4 separate regions of the Mus musculus genome follow, and all the other regions are linked to region 2. A link is a contact called in public Hi-C and HiChIP or PLAC-seq data. All regions are on one chromosome and are shown on one strand. The core of a region is the stretch at or near the end of the contact, and the rest is flanking DNA. Distances in the headings are between cores, read along the strand shown. Region 1 overlaps Snd1 (staphylococcal nuclease and tudor domain containing 1). Region 2 overlaps Snd1 (staphylococcal nuclease and tudor domain containing 1). Region 3 overlaps Snd1 (staphylococcal nuclease and tudor domain containing 1). Region 4 overlaps Snd1 (staphylococcal nuclease and tudor domain containing 1).

Region 1 (3,297 bases), core at 180-2,679, 140 kb before region 2:
TTCTTTCCAACATGTGGGTCCCAGGGAATCAAATTTAGCTGAACAGCCTTGGTAGCAAGCATCTTTAGCCACTGAGCCATCTCACCAGCCCAGTTATAGGAAAATGCAATGTGTCTTTTGAGTCGAGTGAAAAGCCACACATATTTAGCACAGGTTTTTTAGAAAATTCTTTTCCAGTGTAAGCAATGCTGACTTGAACTGGCTGGCATCCTCTGGAGATTCAGCTCTCTGAACTTGATGCAAAAGCAGGAGGAATGGGAAGTAATCCTTCTCAATTTCTGGGTCCAAAGCAGGAGGGGGAACAGAGGCAGCTTAAGATAAAAGAGAAATGCACAAGGGAGTCTACTAAAAGTGAGAAGCAAAGAGGCTGGCAAAGGAAAGACAGCTATGAAGTGGATTCTACAACAGCTATAAAACTGGGCACTGATGGATCAGTGTTTAATTACTCACATTATCAGCCCTCTAAGAGATTTCTAAGGATTATAACCAAGAAGGCTAGGGATATAGCTAATACAATCTCAGCTTGCAGAACCACTCTGGCACCTGCCATTGCAGAGGGGCTCAATCAAGCGAGCATCCTTGCATCCTAATTATTTTCACTTTAGTCAGGTGGCGGCTATGCAGAAGCAATAGAACTATGGAGCCAACAACTGTGTATGAAGGAGACCAGAGTCAAGAGCAAGAAAAAAGTCAAGCATGCAGAGAAATTTAAGCTTGTCTGCTTCATGCTTGTTCTCTTTGCTTATAACCATGGTTACAATTGCTAAAGTAATGAAGATTAAATCTGCCATAAAAGGTCACATAATGGGATTTGCTTTACAGTAGTTAGGAGTTGTTTACAGCCGTGTTCCTCAATCAGTTATCACTTCACTGCTACAGTTTACTTCAGATTAAAATATATTCACTATATGTTGGTCTTCAAATGCATGAACATTTTCTGGAAGGACCAAGAAGTGAGCTCAGAAGACAGTAAGAAGGCAAACAATGCACAAGCTCTGAATGGACCAGCTGCATGCACTGAAGAATAGTGACCGTGATCAGATGGTCCAGAAAGGCAAGTCTGGACCAATGTCCTCTGAAGGAATACAGTCAGCACAGACTAATGACTGCAGGAAATATTATGTAAGATGTACTTATTATTATTAGCAGCTTATTATCTGACCATGACTGCCGGAACTCTCTACAAACCTAGGACCCAGGGGAGCACACAGAGCAAATGGGCTCTAGCTTAGCCCCATTCCCCTTGGTCACCAGTCAGCTCTCATAGCTTACATCAAAACCAGGGGAGGGGAAGGAGGAAAAGAGGATGGAGGGAGTGAGCAGATCCTCTTAATATCCTAAAGGAGAAAACTCACTGGGAATGGAGGCATTATACAGCTCTCCAGAAGTGGCCATTTGTGCTGCCTTAAATGCACATTGATTACTGCTATTTGGATGTTGAGTGCATCATCTTTTCTGAAGAAAGGGAAAAAGCTAAATTTCCCCACACTCAGCTGTGTCTTCAAATCACTTCCCCACACCAGCTCTTTTAATGCATTTTCCTGTTATCATATCCACTTGCAATAGCTGATCTACCCTACTCCCCAACACTGAACCCTCCCCCGAAACCCCACCACATGTTGAAGCCAATTAACAACCTCATGACTGTAACACCAAACTGCAATCCAAAAATAGGTTGGGGGGGGGGGGTTGCCATCTCCAGAGTTAAAATGAAAGGAAGCCAAGAGGCTATTTCAGAGAAAGGCTACTTTCCATTCCCAGTGCTGGTTTCCAACCTGCTCTGGCATGAGGTAATATACCTGGTGAAGAGGCCAGACAAGCATTCATCTACTTCCACTTTCTATGATGCTCAAGCGAAAAGCCAGAATAATCAGGGAGAGAAAAGCTCTTTTTAACACTGTTCAGTAGTTCCAGTTTTATTCAGAGAGAATTTTTACTTGTTGAGGTCATTAGATTCAAAGTGAGAAATCTTGGTTTCTTTAAAGCTGTCCCACTAAACTATTGAGACGGTAAGAACAGAGGCCAAACAAAAATGAAGAGTTTCAAGGAGATACTCTCATGGGAAAATTTAATAGAAATGAGAGATGGAATAGAAAAAGATGTAAAGCAAGCAGTGTTAATAATAAGTAGGATGAAAAAGGAAGAGCGAAGAAAACAAGTGAGAAAAGCAAAGAAATAGGAGGTACCACTCTAGATATTTAATTATTTAATGCCCATCCTTTTGGGACTGCATACTTTGTAAGAGTTCAACCTATACCTATTCTCTTTTTTTGTTCACCACTATTATTCTTACTGCCTGTGATCCAAGATATAAGAGAGAGAGAGAGAGAGAGAGAGAGAGAGAGAGAGAGAGAGAATGAATATAAAGAGTAGAAATGGACGCTAAACCATTGCATGCAAAATAAAACAGAGCTGAAACAATTGATCCTAACAGTAAGATCTGCTTTCTGGGAGTTTGGATAAACCCATGTCATCTATACCTTGTGTGCTGGCTGGTTTGTGTGTCAACTAGACACAAGCTAGAGCCATCACAAGAGAAAGGAGCCTTATCAGTTGATGAAATGCCTTCTTGAGATCCAATTGTAAGGCAAGTTTTCAATTAGTGATCAATGGGGGAAGAGTCCAGCCCATTGTGGGTAGTGCTATCCCTGGGCTGGTCACCCTGGGTTCTATAAGAAAGTAGGCTGAGAAAGCCAGGGGAAGCAAGCCAGTAAGTATGGCCTCTGCATCCGCTCCTGCCTCCAAGTTCCAGCCCTGCTTGAGTTCCTGTCATGACTTCCTGTCATGACTTCCTCCAAAGATGGACTATGATTTGTAAGTGTAAGCCCAATAAACCTATTCCTCTCCAACTTGCTTTTGGTCATGGTGTTTTTGTTGCAGTAATAGAAACCCTAACAGAGAAAACTTGTGATACAACATAGCAACTTGTGATACAACATAGCAGTCCTGACTCATTCCAAAGTACACAAATATTTGCAGGGAACACACATTTTAATTCCACAGTATACAGTGATGAAACTTGCTGCTTTTTCTGTTTAAGATCTTCCAACAAGTTGGAAATATGTCATACAAGTACACTGACTTCTTTCATTTACTAAGTCATAATGTGCTACATTGCTACTGCTTATTTACATTGTGTGTGGGGTGGAGTGGGGTGGGGTGGGGGTGGGGGTGGGGAGGGATCAGAGGCCAGCCCTTGGGGAATTTGCTTCTTTGCTCTGTTGTGGCAGGGTATTTGCTATTTTTGTGTGGCGTAGCTGCATACTCCAGGCTCCACGGCCTGTGGGCTTTTGGGTG
Region 2 (3,086 bases), core at 71-2,570:
GCAGGAGCTTCCCACTGCCTCGCCTCTCAGGGCCTGCACACTGTTTCCTATTAGCACAAGTTTCCAGTCAGATCATCTTGCCCAAAGCACATGCTACTCCAGAAGAATTGAAACCCAGCCTCTTCTCCATCAAACCCTTCGAGCCACTTGACAGGAAGTCATTATTCAGAAGCAGCCACTGGACTTTCAGCACTCTGCACTCTGAAGGGGGCTGCTATTTGTCCCTAAAAATCCAGGAGTGTGTCAAGATCTCTGGGTCAATACCCTGTTTATCTCCTTGTTGCCAAAGAACACACACAGGAGTTCAGGGAACAGCAGCTGATCAATACTGGCAGTCATGAGGGACTCTTCAGACAACACTAGGGACAGGAAGGTAGAGCTAGGTCTGGAAGCCTAGTGCCTTCATCAGATCTGACGGGTGGGTCACACTCAGGAGCCAAGGGGTCTTTACATTGTTTTAATAGGTTGAAAAAAAAAAGATGGATATTTAGAGAAATTACTTTTTCAATTTTAAATTTCAGGGTTAAAGTTAAATTTTTTCTTTGCATGTGCATACAGTAGATATTTGGATCTTTAGTGATTTCAGTCACAAAGCGGAGGTGAGTGGTTATAGAGATGTAATAGGTCTCAGAATTTAATACTGCTTCATTAGTTACGATTTAGACTTCCATGGAGGGGGAGGCAGTCCTCCTCCTCCTTCTCCTTAAGTTTCTCTCCTGCTGACAAATGGGAAGCAACATAAAAGTAGAGAGCTGAGCCCTGGAACAACCAAGACTACAGCAGAGCAGTATGGAGGGCAGTGGAGTGGATGGCCTGTCTCCCATACAGCTAGGATTTGCCAAGTGTGTGCTGCTGACTGGCAGGTGAAGACAGGCACTGCAGATCACAGGGCTGCTTACCTTCATGCTTATCCTCTCCACACTGCCATGTGCTCATCTTCAGTAGAGAGGAGAATGAAAATCACTCACCATTTACAGGCCACAGTGACCAGCACAACTCCTGCTATTCAGCTCTACAGCTGTTTGCAAAAACTACATCTTAAATGTTGACAAAAAAGAAAAGCTTAGATTGGAGAGGCCAAAATGCTACATCTAACAACATGGCTGGCTTTTCTGGATTTCTGCCAACACCCAGCCCCATCGATCAGATATTCACAGAGCAGCAAGTAAAAAGGAAGGGGAGCGGGAAGGCGCCAGCCTCACACCGGATGCTACTTAGGATTCAGGCAACAGCTGCACACCGGGTAATGCTCCCTGGAGCAGTCAGCTGGGGAGGCGCTGCGCCTCATCCTCACTAAGAGCTCAGGCTGCAAAACCGCACACGCTATTTGGACAGCCAATTGCCCATGACTAGGCCAGTGTCCACAGGGTGCTGAGTAACCAGGGAACGCAATAGGGTCATTTGTTCAGAACAACAATCCGGCAAAACTGCAAGGACTCTGTATATTTCAAATGCTCCTCTAGCCACAGATTTGCTATAACAGGGCACTGCTCTGAATCATACCAAACCTTACCCTTTTACCTGCAAACAAAGGAGGACACTGAAGCCAGTCTAGAATGTCACTAGGCCAAATCAAGACCGCTTCCCTTTCGCCAACATCCTTTCTCATTACTATACAAAGTTCCCTTGGAAAACCTTCTGAATCTAACCCCTGCCTCAACTCCTATATAAAATAAGGGAAAATAAAAAGGGTAGCATAAGAAAGTGGACACACACAGTACTGACAAAATGACAGCTTTACGGTCTGACATGTAAAACAATGCACATCACTATATCATGAAAAGCTCTAGCCTTCCTATGAATCCCATATCTGCAAACAGCCCTCCAGAGAAGCTACTTCTGTTTCTTTAGACCCAAGGGTAGCCATTTATAACCGTAGGTCCAGATCTGTACTTATATCTTTGAACAAGAGGGAGAAAATGCATGGACCTGGACAAAATAGAAATCAATGCCAAAGACATATAAAATAGAGTTGTTTGCTTATGATGCTTAGTTTTCCAGTTTGACTTCACAATCATCAAGGAAGCACTTAGTATGCCCTACCCCTCCAGGGCTATTAGTAAATCAAAACCACGCTACCATCCACAGATAGATACCTGTTACCATTACAAACAAGCCCAAGGAAAGCTAACTCGACTGGAAAGAATTTTCTTGAGTGTAGAAAAGAACAAAGTTATTTTTTTAAAGAAAGTTGTCAGATGTGGCTTTCTGCCTCTGTCCCTTCACTGTTAAAGTTCTCTAGTCTTATAACACACTTGGCAGTAAAACAGAACTTGACCTGACACTGTTACAAAACCTCACATGAAGAGATCCAAGTGACTTTTAAGTCTTTGTCCCATAACAGAAACATTCATGTTGTACTGGAGAAAAAGAAAAATCAGCGTTTAATTACAGGGGTGTTATTCACAACCCACTGAGGTAGGTATTATGTCATTACTACACCACAAGTGCTCTGTGTGACCTTTCTCTCTGTGTGTTTGCTGGGGCACATATGTACAAGCATGTCTTTGATTGCTCCACCTTCTATGTTGAGGCAGGGTTTCTCACTTGAACGGAGAGCTTGCCAGTTTGGCTAGCTGGTCAGCTTCCCAAGTAATGGGATCAAAGGCAGGCCACCAGACCCTACCAGCATTTCTACGACACTAGGGATTTGAGCTCAGGTCCTCATGCTCACACAGCAAGGGCTTCATGCATTAAGCTATTTCCCCAACTTCCCACATACCTTTTCAAAGACCCAGAACCTCCGAACGCAACCTAAGGATCTGAGACAAGGGGTGTAGATGTCTATTTCCTTAAGCTTCCTCTCACCTGTAGTCCAGCGGTCAAACTCTGCACTCACAGGAAACAACACACTGAAAGCATTTCGAGGTCTAGCCCAACCTTGTCAGTACTTAGTTTATGACCATCTGCAGCTGATAAAACCTCTGCTGGGTCGACAAGAAGCTTTTGTTCACCTTTAAAAAATTTCTTGTTGCTACACAAAACATTACTTTGGTAAACTGCCCTAATTTTTCATCTTTCTTTTACGATTTCTATTCAAAATTGGTTCCTCCAAATCAACATGCTTGCACCTGAATTTGTGGCTA
Region 3 (3,197 bases), core at 521-3,020, 160 kb before region 2:
TTATTCTTTGACCTAGCTTTCTGTTTTTGTGGTATTGCCTTAAAAATCACAGACTGTGATTTCTCTCCCCCCCTCTCTCTCATACTATCCTTAAATACAACTTGAACAGGTAGATTAAGGCAATTACAATATGACACTTGAAGCCACCCACCTACCCAATGGTACTAAATACCACCTATGTCCTCATCTAGGAGCTGATTGTACAGCTGAGATAAAATACATCTTAGCTATTAATCCTGTAGGAGGGTTAGTCAAGATTTCCTCCCATTTTAATATCAATCTGGCCACTCAGTTATTTCCACTGGTAAGCAGAAATTTATAACTTCATTTTATTAACTCTCGGTTTTATTTTCTGAGCAATTGGAGTCCTTCAAACAGTGGTCAAAATATAAAAAAGAAATGGCCTTTAAACACACAAAAAAAACTGATAAATGTTCCTATCAGGTAAATGCAAACTAACTCTGCATCAAGAGTCCAGATCTCACGCCAGTCAGAACAGCTATCATTAAGAAAACAAATAAAAGCTGGTGAGGTGACTCAGTGGATACCGCACGAATGTCTGACTTCAACCCCTGGGGCCCACAAGGTGGAAGGAAAGAGCAGACTCCTTCAAGCAGCGACATCCAGTCTCGGAAAAGAACTTTATCAAAAGGGAAAAGAAGCGGGGACGGCGCCTCTGCTTAACTAATCTCTTCCCAGCGCAGAGGCACAGGTGATTTTTACTTCCTTCTGTCACCTACTTATAGTAGACTTAGTTAAAAACAAAGTTTTTCTATGGAAGGAAAAGAGGTTTTCTTATTTATTATTAACATTCAAGACTAATTCTACTTACAAATAAACTTACAAATCAGTTAGGTCAGATAACCATCCCTCTAGCTCTGGAGCCCTCTGCAATAAATTTGTTATCTTTTGAGACAAATACTTTTGATGTTGACTAGTCTGTAAATGATGTGGAAAACATCACTGGGAGCTGATATGAAATTTGTTCTGACTCAATCAAAGGGCTGTACGCAGAGTGCTTCCCAGTACAGACAACAAACTTAGGAGTCCTTCTTCAAAGAAAGGAAGACTTTACATAGATAATTATGGTTCAAAGTCAGAAAGGTACAAAATAAACAAAGCTCACATATCAGACTGGTTTGAGAAGTTAAAATAAAATGTGTTCTTAGTAAGGCAGCAGTACGCTGTAAAAATGCCTCAAAGCCATGCTCAGCAACAGATTAATAAAGTGTACCCAGGATTCTACACAGTGGGAACAATTGATAAGAAGCTTACAAAGCAGAGAGCAACCCCTACAGAAAAACCATCTTTATGGTAGTTTGCTGTAGATCGTTTGTACTGGAGGTTACACACTCTTCTGAAGCTGTTATGTAGCACTCACTCCTAGCCTCACCCGGTAGCTTTCAGTTTAAGTAAACTACATGTGGACTACATTGATGATCTGCTATGAGTGAAATCCTCAGTGACAGAGTGATGCAACTGAAATGCATTTTGGTGAGGTCACAATTGGTGTGTTCAACTAAGGAGCTCTAATCTCACTTCCATTGTTCTCTCCCTCCATTGGGGCATTTACACTTGTAGGCGCTCTCGGAGTTTTCAGGCACTATGCAGGTCCCATTATCACATGTGCACACTGCTGGAAAGTATAGTAGCTCTTCTGCTAATCCAGGTGGGTTGAGTCTAACTTCTGCCACCACCACCTCCACCTCCCCAACCCCCACCCCGACTACCCTGCTTCTGCTACCCTACACAAACTAAGAACATGGTGCCAAACTACCTGTTGAGCAATTCTTAGATCTTTATCTCAAGTAACAGTGAAACAGCAGAGTTTGTGTAGTGAGACTTTTTAAACATTGGCAATCTTGGGCAACAGGCTTTTCAATTTCCTTTGCCAGCAAGTCCCTCATACTGCTATATGACCTTTATATTTGAGAAAAAAGGCCAAGGCCTAGGGATTCCTCTTCATGTGCTCTGTGGAACTTGTAGGATGGTTTGAGGGCAGAGATGTTTGTCTCTATTGAGCAAGATTCTTGGAATTCATGGAAAGAGAGCTCCAACTCCTGGACCAGGCCCTCTGACCACCCCATGTAGGCTATGCTGGGTGTGCACCTATACATACACAGATATCTCAGATACATTACAATTTAAAAATTAATTTAAATAAAATTATGATATTGCATATCTTTAATCCTAGAGCTTTGGAGGCAGAGGCAGGCAGGCAGAATTCTGTAATTCCAGGCCAGCATGTTCCAGGCCAAACAGGGCTACATATTTGAGACCCTGACTCAAATAAAAATAGATATTTCTTACACATATATGGAAATGATGTGATGACTTAGTGGGTAATTTAATTCCCAGAATCTATTATAGGAGAGAAGTAACTCCAAAATGTTGTCCGTTGACTTCTACATTTATGTAGCACCCATTTACACTCATGCTTATCATACGTGCATCATAATAATGGTACAATAAAATTTAATTTAAAAAGGATTTGAGGCAATTATGCACATGGATATCTATGCATCCAACAGCTTTCAAACCACTGGCTTAGAAACCACAGAATGGTTCATGCATGCTTACTATTAACATGTTCAGAAATTCCTAATTTCATTCTAAAATCTACTCTGTGGAAGTCTATCGTATATGAAACAAATATACTTCCACAGAGAGTTCTTTGTGACCTTGTCAATACTGTTCATGCATGGCAGTTCCTCGCTTAAGTCTTCCACCCTGTCCCCTCATCTCCTACCCAGTTCTCTTCATCCCTTTCCTGATCTAGATCCACTTGTCTTGCTGCCTCCATGGCACAACTCGAGCTCCAGCCATTTCTCCCTGTCAGGCCATCGTGAACAAATTGTGGTCATTAGTATATACTCCTGGGACTCTGCTCCAATCCTCACAATAATTATATAACTAACTATGTAGATCCATAAAGAATACATTGGTCTGGTCCAATCCTCAATATCCAGCACTGTATCTGGCACTTAAAAAGCTCTTACCAAATACATACAGTTTAATTGTTCATTCATTGATTTTACATGAGAAATGCATGGGGGAAAAAGCCCAGGATGAACACATTTAACATCAAGAGAGAGATAAGGCAATGGTAAAAGAGTTTGAGGAGGAGTGATTTTTGAACTGGAATCGGAAAAGGAGTTTGATAGAAATATTACAGATGATGACATGTCACTCACAGA
Region 4 (3,259 bases), core at 677-3,176, 210 kb before region 2:
TTCAGATTTCCCCATGCAAAAACGTGCACCCCAGAAGATCAAACATGAGCATACGTTCCATAAAGTTGCCTTCCTCTGACAGAGATTTCTCCTTGGGTGTCCAATTAATAATACCTCAAATTCAGTGTACCTAAGCTAAACTCTTCTTTGTCTGTTTCTCATCCTGTGCCTTCTGCTTCTGGCTTAACCTCCCTCTTCCCATGCTGGAAAATATCACTCATTACTTGTTGCTTCTTTCCTTCTCTACCCACATGAGCCAGTGCATGCTCTGTCCTAACAATTCTTTTTACTTAATCTCCATAGCTCTTGCCCTCTCTACTCAACAGAACATTCCTCATTCAGACCCCTGAATTCTAGCCAAGGATCTTCTGATTTCCCTGCCTGCCATCCATTTTCCTTTATAGAGATTTTTTTAAATACACACCGCTACCAGAATAATCTTCTAAAGCACACATTTTGCTCAAAACCCTTGAGTGGCAACCTGTATTTCACCAAGTAATATCAGAATTCGGCAATCTGACATTCCAGGCCCTATAAGACTTGTGTAATTCCTTGGGACCATATAAAACCTCTACTACCCATCTGACAGCCTTCAAATATTTGAAGATACAACATCTATTTTTTCTCATCCTATGTCTTATTTTCTCTAGGCTAAACACTCAAGACCCTCATGAGACAAGAGTTTTGATTTCCTACTATCTCAGTCTTTTCCCTCTTTAAACCTACATAATATGAAGAGTCGTGTCTCTGAAAATACCTTTTTGGTTGATTTAATTAAAAAAGATCTAAAGGGGTGTGGAGTATACAGTAGGGAGTAGTTTCATTTTTCACTACTGAGAATCAAGTTCAGGAGCTTAGAGGTGTTTTGCCTTAGGGAAGATTTAGAGTGAGGTGGGGTGGAATGGTGTATGAGTCTCACCCTGTGACTGGGCCTTCAGAATTCTTCGCTGGCAGGAAGCTACAGTGACAGAGCAGGACTTAGCCAGTTGAGGAAAAGCCATCCCCAGAATGGGGACTGTCCTCTTAGAGGCTTCTGGCCTCCACTGGCCCCCTTTCCAGCCCATTTCCATTCTCAACTCAGCAGCAGCCCAAAGGCACAGTGGAGACCCCGGTGGTGGTGTGACAAGCAGCCTATTCATTTCCTTCTCTCAGTCGAGCGCTCTGGGGATGAAAAGGAACAGCAAATCTAAACCACTGCCCAGAATCCACCTTGCAGAATTCAGGGAAAAACTGGTCTACTGAAGTAATTATATCCCGTTTGGAAGACCTGAAGGGGGACAAAAAGGATCTTTTTTAGTTGTCACTGATGCCACAGCACTGCAGCAGAGACTGTCTCGGGCACCACTGAGGCCAGTGCTCAGGGAAGGCAGTGTGTACTTAGTAAAGCTTTAAGCTCCCATCACATAGGAACAATAGGGCACAAAAGTTCCAGGATTTTTACTTTAACACTGGACAGAAAGCTTCCACTGGAAAACTGGAGGGAGGCAAAGTCAGTAGGAGGAAACTCAGATCCCAGAAAGACCAGCTTCCCTAGATATACCTGGGACAACAGGCTGTCTCTCCAGGGTCAGAAGACTGCTTTAACATGTACACCACCGTATTACTGGGTAGACATCTTCCCCACATCAGGACACACAAGCAAAGTACGTATGAGGCAGGGGAGGGGCGGTGGGCAGGAAAAAGTGGTAGTCTAGTGCTTAGAATGGTAGGGAGAGTAAAACTTCCTGCACAAAGCTCAGTCTGGCACAGTCCCTGATAATATGGGGGTGGAGTGGGGAAGGCTAGGATGCAAGAGCATGTGTGAGTTCACATATCTATGTGCTCATTTACCCAAGGAAAGAGGACAAAGACTGGGAAGGAGAGTGAGGGAAGAATGCAGGAGTCTAACAAGAGTGACTGTGACTGTTAACAATAGCTCCAGTCACTCAGAAGGCTTGAGAACAGGCTGTGTCTATCACAGACACAGTGAGAGTGCCTGCAGGACAGTGGAGCAGGACAGCCATAGCGGAACCTTTCAATCTTGCTTCTATCTGGCCACCATTCCTGGAAGAAGGGTTACTTTCTTTTAGGCACACCCTTCCTGTTCCATACAGTATGCCTGGTTCTTTTTACCATCCTGCACACCTCAGTAGATGGTTTTCTCTCCACTTCTCTCATACATACTTGCAAGCAAGCAAGCAAGCAAGCAAGCAAGCAAGCAAGCAAGCAAGCAAGCAAGCTCACTGCTTCTTCTGAGCTGTGTCATGAACCATGTCATTTGTACTATGCTAAATGCCTGAGTATATGCAAGAGGCTGGTGACAAGAAAATTATAAAGAGAATATAGGGCTATAAGTCCTTGTAATTATCTATTTGATGAAATAACATATTTGATAATAACAACTACTATTTGTGCCCATAGGTTTGGTCATTAAAAGAATTCATTGTGTGTACCCTTTGAATGTAAAACAAACAAAATAAAAGTGGCCAGCCCTGGACAGGTATCTTTCTGTGCTTTGCCTTCCACAATTTATAAGTTACTGGGGATGTCCTTTGGCCCAAAAACAGATCTCTCAAGATCAGAAGGCAATAAGATCTCTAAAAATGAAATGCTAGTGCTAGGGCCATATAAGCACGTTTGTGTTGGCATTTCCATCCCAGGCAACCTCTCTGGGAGGTACTAGCTGCTGAATGGCAAAGAGGACAGCTGTCTATAGAGGGCTGCCCCGTGAAGCAAATTCCACAGCATAACAGCCACAAGGAAAAGAAAACCAAGATCAATGTTTCATACAGAGTCAGGCCACTAAACAAAAACATCCTTTGTTTTGTGATTCAGCCTTAGCCAACAGTTGTTCAGGTTGGAGCCAGGAGGACAGGTGGATGTTCGGTAGGGATGTCTGGTATCTTCTAGTCTGCCTGGAGCTTCAAGCTCAGTCAATAATGATAGAAGTTCTGGGTTGCCAGAATATAGACTTCTTTACTTCTCTGAATACTCAGACAATTACCAGTCCATATCTAGGGAACAGAAAAGCAGATTCCTCTTCCAGAGGCAGCCTGGTGAGCATCCCAGAAGTCTGCTAGGGATCTTCAGGCCGGCAGGAGTGAGGAGACAGCAGGAGAAACTCCAAGGGCTCAGGATAGATGGAGACCACTGAAGTGACCTTGTGTGTTCAGACAGAGCTGACATTTATAATTTGTAGGCCCCTAACATTCTTATTTCCTTTTTACCAATGCTCTGGCAGGGATGTTGTAACATATTAATCTTTGTAGTTGAGTGATAC

The links. A called contact is a pair of places that touch in the nucleus more often than the background predicts. HiChIP or PLAC-seq counts read pairs in DNA pulled down with a chosen protein or histone mark.
Region 1: a contact with region 2 is called in an H3K27ac HiChIP or PLAC-seq map of SST interneurons, with 2.2 times the contacts expected there. The contact joins two enhancer-like sites. A contact is called at or near these places in 2 of 484 Hi-C or Micro-C datasets (muscle stem cells and myocytes), 5 of 115 datasets of contacts at active chromatin or transcription factors (SST interneurons, astrocytes, embryonic stem cells and 2 more) and 4 of 9 other capture datasets (adipose tissue, embryonic stem cells, liver and 1 more).
Region 3: a contact with region 2 is called in a Hi-C map of liver, with 2.0 times the contacts expected there. The contact joins two enhancer-like sites. A contact is called at or near these places in 1 of 484 Hi-C or Micro-C datasets (liver), 4 of 115 datasets of contacts at active chromatin or transcription factors (kidney, large pre-B cells, memory CD8 T cells and 1 more) and 4 of 9 other capture datasets (adipose tissue, embryonic stem cells, liver and 1 more).
Region 4: a contact with region 2 is called in an H3K27ac HiChIP or PLAC-seq map of oligodendrocyte precursor cells, with 7 times the contacts expected there. The contact joins two enhancer-like sites. A contact is called at or near these places in 3 of 484 Hi-C or Micro-C datasets (the HPC-7 cell line, nephron progenitors and ventricular fibroblasts), 2 of 115 datasets of contacts at active chromatin or transcription factors (embryonic basal ganglia and oligodendrocyte precursor cells) and 2 of 9 other capture datasets (embryonic stem cells and pancreatic islet).

What each region holds. Positions count from the first base shown.
Region 1 is chr6:28,713,158-28,716,454 of GRCm38.p6, reverse strand. The region is part of intron 13 of Snd1 (staphylococcal nuclease and tudor domain containing 1); the gene reads right to left. Among named protein-coding and RNA genes, the nearest start is that of Lrrc4, 120 kb to the left of the region's middle. Within about 2 kb of position 1,429, at least 4 of the 459 cell types and tissues checked have an H3K27ac peak or open chromatin away from gene starts, as enhancers often do. A contact at or near this core is called in SST interneurons, where this site is marked.
Region 2 is chr6:28,571,340-28,574,425 of GRCm38.p6, reverse strand. All of the region lies in intron 10 of Snd1 (staphylococcal nuclease and tudor domain containing 1), which reads right to left. Among named protein-coding and RNA genes, the nearest start is that of Snd1, 93 kb to the right of the region's middle. Within about 2 kb of position 1,320, at least 71 of the 459 cell types and tissues checked have an H3K27ac peak or open chromatin away from gene starts, as enhancers often do. A contact at or near this core is called in SST interneurons, liver and oligodendrocyte precursor cells, where this site is marked.
Region 3 is chr6:28,732,699-28,735,895 of GRCm38.p6, reverse strand. The region is part of intron 14 of Snd1 (staphylococcal nuclease and tudor domain containing 1); the gene reads right to left. Among named protein-coding and RNA genes, the nearest start is that of Lrrc4, 97 kb to the left of the region's middle. Within about 2 kb of position 1,770, at least 7 of the 459 cell types and tissues checked have an H3K27ac peak or open chromatin away from gene starts, as enhancers often do. A contact at or near this core is called in liver, where this site is marked.
Region 4 is chr6:28,781,983-28,785,241 of GRCm38.p6, reverse strand. The region is part of intron 15 of Snd1 (staphylococcal nuclease and tudor domain containing 1); the gene reads right to left. Among named protein-coding and RNA genes, the nearest start is that of Lrrc4, 48 kb to the left of the region's middle. Within about 2 kb of position 1,926, at least 28 of the 459 cell types and tissues checked have an H3K27ac peak or open chromatin away from gene starts, as enhancers often do. A contact at or near this core is called in oligodendrocyte precursor cells, where this site is marked.